Linked DNA regions of Oryza sativa: region 1 is linked to region 2. Evidence: chromatin contacts called from public HiCAR-type data. All regions are on one chromosome and are shown on one strand. Each heading gives the region's core, a stretch centred on a gene start, on an enhancer-like site or on the middle of the called end of the contact. The rest is flanking DNA. Distances are from core to core; before and after follow the strand shown.

What was found. HiCAR-type assays count read pairs that join an accessible place to other places.
Region 1: a HiCAR-type map of leaf shows a contact between it and region 2, with 3 times the contacts expected there. The contact joins two enhancer-like sites. A contact is called at or near these places in 1 of 15 Hi-C or Micro-C datasets (panicle) and 1 of 4 datasets of contacts at active chromatin or transcription factors (leaf).

Annotation. Positions count from the first base shown.
Region 1 is chr2:6,984,660-6,988,086 of ASM3414082v1, reverse strand. No RefSeq gene overlaps it. Among protein-coding and RNA genes, the nearest start is that of LOC4328768, 5.3 kb to the right of the region's middle. Within about 2 kb of position 1,541, at least 14 of the 15 cell types and tissues checked have open chromatin away from gene starts, as enhancers often do. A contact at or near this core is called in leaf, where this site is marked.
Region 2 is chr2:6,829,502-6,832,847 of ASM3414082v1, reverse strand. It overlaps LOC4328761 (cytochrome P450 711A1), which reads left to right. Exons shown (of 7, transcript XM_066307323.1): 3 at 2,149-2,298. Among protein-coding and RNA genes, the nearest start is that of LOC4328761, 3.5 kb to the left of the region's middle. Within about 2 kb of position 2,052, at least 6 of the 15 cell types and tissues checked have open chromatin away from gene starts, as enhancers often do. A contact at or near this core is called in leaf, where this site is marked.

The DNA of each region.
Region 1 (3,427 bases), core at 292-2,791, 160 kb before region 2:
TTTTTCTGTCTTCTTCTTTTATCAGTTTGGGGACCCAGTAATTAATCTTTGACAGGCAATGTCATGTGAAGTTATTAGTTGTTCTTGACCTTGACGACGCTCCTGTTTGAACGCGGAAGCGTGTGACCTCGACACTTTGGCCCGGTTTTTCAACCGGGCTTATCTTCTTCTACCGATGTGATTCCAGTTAATAAGTTACTCCCTCCGTTTCGAAATGTTTGACACTGTTGACATTTTTAGTACGTGTTTGATTATTCGTCTTATTCAAAAAAATTTAAGTAATTATTTATTCTTGTTATATCATTTGATTCATTGTTAAATATACTTTCATATACACATATAGTTTTACATATTTCACAAACTTTTTTAAATAAGACGAACGGTCAAACATATACTTAAAAAGTCAACGGTGTCAAATATTTTGAAACAGAGGGAATATTATAGTAGAGGTCGCTAGGTGTACACTTTGCTGGCTGGCGTTTGTTGTGTCATCTTCTTCTCTGCAAAACTGTCATGTTGTTGGCAGTGGCGGCTGCACCCTCACTGTCATGTTGTTTGCTGGTTTTTTGGCGCCAACACTGTCTACTAGAAGGCCATCGCTACCGTGCAACTCTACCCCCCCTGTGCCACCTCATCCTTTTGGGTGAGCCACCGTCGCGTTCGCCATCGTCGTTATCCTTATCTTTCAGCTGGGGGCTCGCGAAGATCGATCGCAACCCTTCTCCTTCCATATTGTAGCTACCGTCGCATCGACCGTTTGTTAACCTGTTTGGTTCTTACTTCCGCCCACCGTTATTCTTCTTCTCACATGGTTTTCTGAACTGTAAATATAGTAAGGCTGTGTGTTTCTGTAGGTTGAGAGTTCATCTACTGCGTATTAAATGAATGCATGGTTCATTAGCGTGTGATTAATTAAGTATTAGCTATTTTTTTTAAAAAAAATGGATCAATATGATTTTTTAAACAACTTTCGTATAGAAACTTTTTTTAAAAAAAAAACGCACCGTTAAGCATTTTGAAAAGCGTGCGCGCGGAATACGAAAGAGAGGGGTTGGGAACACTGAGGAAAAGAACACAGCCTTAAGATGCACGCTCACTCCACAGTCCGCACCACACACATACATTGATGTGCACGTCGAACACATTATTTTTTTAATCTAAAAACTTGGAGGATCTACATTCACCATCGGTGTACGAGTAACGTACAGTCCAATAAAACGGGTCCTTGCGTACCTTTTGTATAACCAAGATCAACAAAAAAGTAGTTTGGGTAAAGTGGGGAAAACCGAAATGGGGAGCAACACAACTGCGATACAATCCCCCCTTCGCACATGGTTTTGTCAATACTATCATGGCATTTTCCTCTTCCTATTTCCCCTCTTGTCACTCTCGCCCTCGAACCCAATCTTAATCGACATTAACGCGCGTCAAGTTGGTCGCTATAAGACGAATTTGGAACACAAACAAATACTTTAAACATATAGGAGGTGATGGTACATTGAGTACTCACAAAGTCACAAGTCAAAACTCAAGTGAGAAAGCACACGAATTACTTCTAGCAATCACCCAAAGAATTTATATTGAAGGGAAAAAGAACGCAAGCACCCAATACCAAGCTGGTCAAGTGGGCCCCACTAGCCTCTGCTGGTGTGCTGCTGCCCCCGTATGGATAGAGTCAAATCCTCCAACGGCCCCCTTAATACAAGTGGCTCTCTACGTAATTAATGGCGTAGAGAATGTGTTGCTTGTACAGCTCCAAGACATGATTGGACATGATCTTGGGGCATCAAACGTCAAACCTTATGCTGATTACTACATAATCCCATCTAGAGTGCATACATTGCATCATAAATTATACTCTATCCTAAAATATACCAAAGATTTTAATTTTTATCACAGATATTAAGAAATAGATAAAAAAAAACTTGTTGCTTTCTCCGGATGGATGAGGTATATGTCTAGATTATTAGAGATAGTATAGATCGTTTAATGGTAAAAGTTATCTTTTACCTGTAATAAGCTGCTATATTTGAGATAAACTTTAAACTTTAGGATTTGTTATATTTTAGAACAGAGGAACTAGTATTCATGATCGTACTATTAACCGGTAAACGATTTGTTGTCCCCTCTAAATTGAACGGTTCAACATTCAAACAGTTCAATCCCCATCACGTCGATTGATCGGCGGCATCCAAATGCTGCTCAAATCCACTGTTCTTCCAGTGCACGCATCTGAATTCTGACCATTGATTCCTCACATGTCGTTTTGGGGGGTCCCGAATTCAATTCAATTCAGCTACTACTTGGAATTTGCCGGTTTGGAAAACAGAAATCGGAGATCGAATTTCGGCTTCTCCGTCGAGGCGCCGCTGGATTTGTCGAGTCTTTGAACCGCGTGGTTTGTTGTCGTTGTTGTTCTGTGACCCGGTCCCACCTCGGCTCTGACCGGTGGGGCCCCTGGCTGGCTGACGTGGGCCCACGCTGGCCTTTTTGGTCTAGAAACACAGTTCACTCACCGTACACCGTACGGTCGTGCCTCGTTGAAAAATATAGGAGAATGTAGCCGCCTCGATTGAAATTCTGAGATGCAATGGAGCCGTCTGGATTGAAATGCGTGATGCACAAGCGCTAGTTACATTTTGTGGTGGATCTTTTGTTTGGTTAAATTTTGCTCATGTGCTAATTTGGGGGCCACAAACTAAGCGTTCAGTTTTGTTTTGAACAAGCCTCCTGCGCACACTATCAAAGTGGTCCAAATAGACCCTTAGCTTCTAATCCACTCATTTAATATCACCATTTTATAAAAAAATATCACCCATAGAGTAGTTTTAACGAGTCGTTTTGCTGACATGGATTTGTTTTAAAACGGTTTTACAATCATATACCTGCGTTGTAGCACATGTAGCCTTCAGTGGATAGTAATTGGGATTGACGAAGTTACCATGATGCTAGAACTCTCTTCTCCCTCTCACCCATCGATGCGATACCAGACAAAAGCAGTGGCGTTAACGTGCCGCCGACAATTGTCAAACTCAATGGAAGCATCGACAATTGTGGTATAAGTTGAATATGATGACTGTAGCCACGGCAACAGCCAAGCTCTATCCAGCAATTGTTAAACTTGGCACCACTGACGTTTCTCCCCCATAGATGCCAGATGCCAGATTGTGTTCCTTTGTAAATCTAATGACGGGATCATACTTTTGCTTCCGTGCATATTCATTGGTTACAAGCTATGGCATACATATGAATTTTATGTCTGTATTCTGTTTTGTGAAACCATGTCTAAAACTTGTTGTTTCACCTTGCATTTCTTAATTCTTACTAATTATATTGTGATTTGCATCAAGTGTGGTTTGATATTTTAAATTCTTGTATGATGGTTTCCTATATTGCTCCAGAAGAGAGAAAATGGAGAACAAACTTG
Region 2 (3,346 bases), core at 803-3,302:
ACTATTCACCCACGAGGCCTAGGTTCGATTAGAAGTCACCAGCAAAGATGAAGTAGACAACAAATCATTGATATGTAACTGTATACCACAGTTCCTCATCTCCACCTGAGTTGCCTAACTTCTGATATGATATCCTCTGGCCTCATGAATGAAGTATTTATGGCGATTTTGGATTATTTATAGATGTATACTGCTTTCTGGAAAGTTCCTATGCGGCAGCTATGTTTGAAGCATACCCTAAACAGTTTTGAAACCTTCAATCGCACCATGATGCATGATTTTTGGCCTTCTGCCCTTCTCCTTTGCCTTCCAAATGCATAGGCTGGAGTAATTGATTGTGAAAAAGGAATTGAAGTAGATGATTGTCATCACATGATATGGTGAGAACATTTCACTTTCAGCTATTATCACCTCAATCCTTGGTATCCAAAATTCCACATCAAGTCATACATACTTACCTAGCTATCTGCCTACTGAGATACGGCCGCTGGCCCACTACCTTAGCCTACAGAGGAAGAGCCTCCCCAACATTCATCGCCAAACACTGAGCCATCAGGTTGCATGTCCAGGAATGAGGGGTTTATGCACATCATTGTCAGAAAAAGAGAGTTGTGAAATTCAGGGGCACAAATTAAAAATTTGCGCACATATTACAAGCTGTGCAAAACGTCAACAGCTGGAGATTCCCCCATCTCCCTGGTGACTTGGTACAATAATTGTCCAAGTTGGGTTCTTTTACTATTGACCTTTTCCTGTTACCATCAACCCTAATATTGTACTGAAGGGCTCTAAACTGGTGAACAAAAGTTGTGTGCCTTTATCCTCTTTCAATTGCTTCATGCAATGCAAAAACTGATACTGGAGATTGAATGCCACAGCATCGATGCCAAATTATGTTAAAAATAGTAAAGCTTCATGCCATAGGGCTTGCTGCAGTACATCTAGTCACTTCACTTGACTTACTTTTTACTTCAATGGCATGGTAATATAGCTCCGTGGAGTCACTTTAATCCATAAATTACTCATTCGATTCAGTTTTGGGACCCAGTTTCTTGTCATGACAACTGATACACAACCGAGAGATTGTTCATGGTACACTATGCATTGGATCTATGGTTTAACTATGGTTGTTCTCAGTCTCGTGCATTTGCACGTAGGGTCAAAAAGTGACAGGTTGTCGGTCACCTTTGTTGGCCCGTGTATCATTCACTCATTTTTAATGGAAACTATTGTGCAGCTGGAGTATTTTTCTTCCTTTTTGGTGGGTGTCCACGAATATCTTAGGTTCTTGATAGAGCCTATCAGCCTACGAAATATCTTCAGTCATCTTTTCCTCTCTTTTTTTTCCCTGATTTCTTGTTGATTAGAGGGCTATTTGATGAGTGCTAGTTGTGATAGGTAAAATCAATTCAAAATAAGATTAGAATCTGAATAGGTTAAGCATTCTCCCATTTGATCCATGCATGGGTACCTTATGAGTTCTCATGATTCAGGTATTTAATGACTTTTACCTTTGGTAAAGGAGACCAGAGCAAGTGAACTCTGAAATATATTTATCTCTCTGTGCTTTGTCATATGTCTTCTTTTACACTTCTGGACTAGATATTTCTGCGTGGTCCGAAATGTGCTTAGCCCTGTAATGTCAAAATTCTGGGGCATTACCATGAATCAAGTGGAGGAGTTGCAGCGCAAATTAGCTCATAGTAATTAAACATGTATATTACCGTACCACTACATGTATTTTTGTAGAACTAAAGAGGAGCCTTCATCTTTTTAATAGATGGAAACAGAAAATATCGAGAGAGAAACTTAAACCAAAGTTTTAGTTAGATAGCATTTATCAACAACTTGCTAAGTGGACTGAATAGATGAGAAGAAAACATTACACTGTTGTAATAACCTTATAAATCTAAAATGGAACAGAGCTGGAAATGGAACATGTTTGTATACTACAAGCACAACGTCTTAGTTTGGAAAAGAACAGAGCTGGGCCCCATGATGGCTGGAAAAGAACAGGGCTCTGTCAGCCTTGAAGAAAAGAGTACATCGAGGAGAGAATATTTCCTCTGGGAGATGGCAACAGGAGAATCAGTGTTAACCCTGCAACCAATATCCAGAGAATGTGGACCATTGTTTTTCATTTTGTAGGCCATGCTGAAGGGAACTGGGATCGTGGAATCTCCCAAACACCTACTAATACTGATGCTGCTGCTGTACTACATCATCAGGAATCAACTGGGGAAGGGAGGAATGCTAGTAACCAGATGGTAACTGCCAATACCTGGTTTTCTTATAAAGGTATGGACTTTATGTGATCCCATAGAATTGAACTGATTTGCAATTTGTTCGACCAATTATTATCAATTTTGAAGTGATATTTTAAAACGCGTGATATATTTCGCAACAAATGAGAACTTGACGATAAAATATGTGACCTGGTGCTTTCGACGACTCTTATTGAAAAAATTGCTGTTTTTGGCATAATTTTCAACTGACGTCAGTATGTCTAATCGAATCCCACGAGGTACGGTTAAGGTTGGATATTCAAAACTTTCATGATTCACGAATAATTTTCCACTTACTTGTGTACAACATGTGGCATGGTGGATTAGTGAGTTAACATGCAAACTAGCAGAAAAGAAAATGATCTGACCTACGAGTGACACATGCACATTGTTGAGCTTATAATGCATAAAGCATAGCACCACAAAAAGTGTGGAAGATCCTAGCCCCCCAAGTATCGTGGTGCTAATACCATCCTTGTCAGAATCCTGGTGTCAATTCCATCCCACTGGGAATCTTGAGAGATACTTTCAAAGTTTATTCTTTTCACACGGCAATATTGACAGCCATTTTGACTGTCACACTGGCCAAGATTGCAAAGCAGTGATACTAGCCAGTGTAAAATTTTTTGACCAAATTACAGTGCTAAAATGGGTGTACTGGTATCCATTTGATTCCCCATTCCAATGCCTTCATGGTTGCCATCAGAGATATCCTTGTTGTCACTGCACATGTGCTTTAATTATGAGAAAGAAACCAATGGCTGAACCATAGAACCCAATTCCATCCGAAAAGGATATGCGAAGAACGATCCCTACGTTTCTGCTTCCTTCAGTTTGTGCTGTCGTATTTATGATGGCTGCAGGTTTAAGTGGAATTCAATATGCGGGTTCAGATAGATGAGTGGGCACTTTGTAGAAAAAAATCACAATTTGACTACTGCACTCGTTTTATATTATTGCTATTTGTCCGCACAATTTCTCCCTGTTTTTCGGTTATAAAAGGTATAAAATAACAGCTGGTGATGAAATTGATTTTCTCCTGTTAACAAAACTATAGTTGC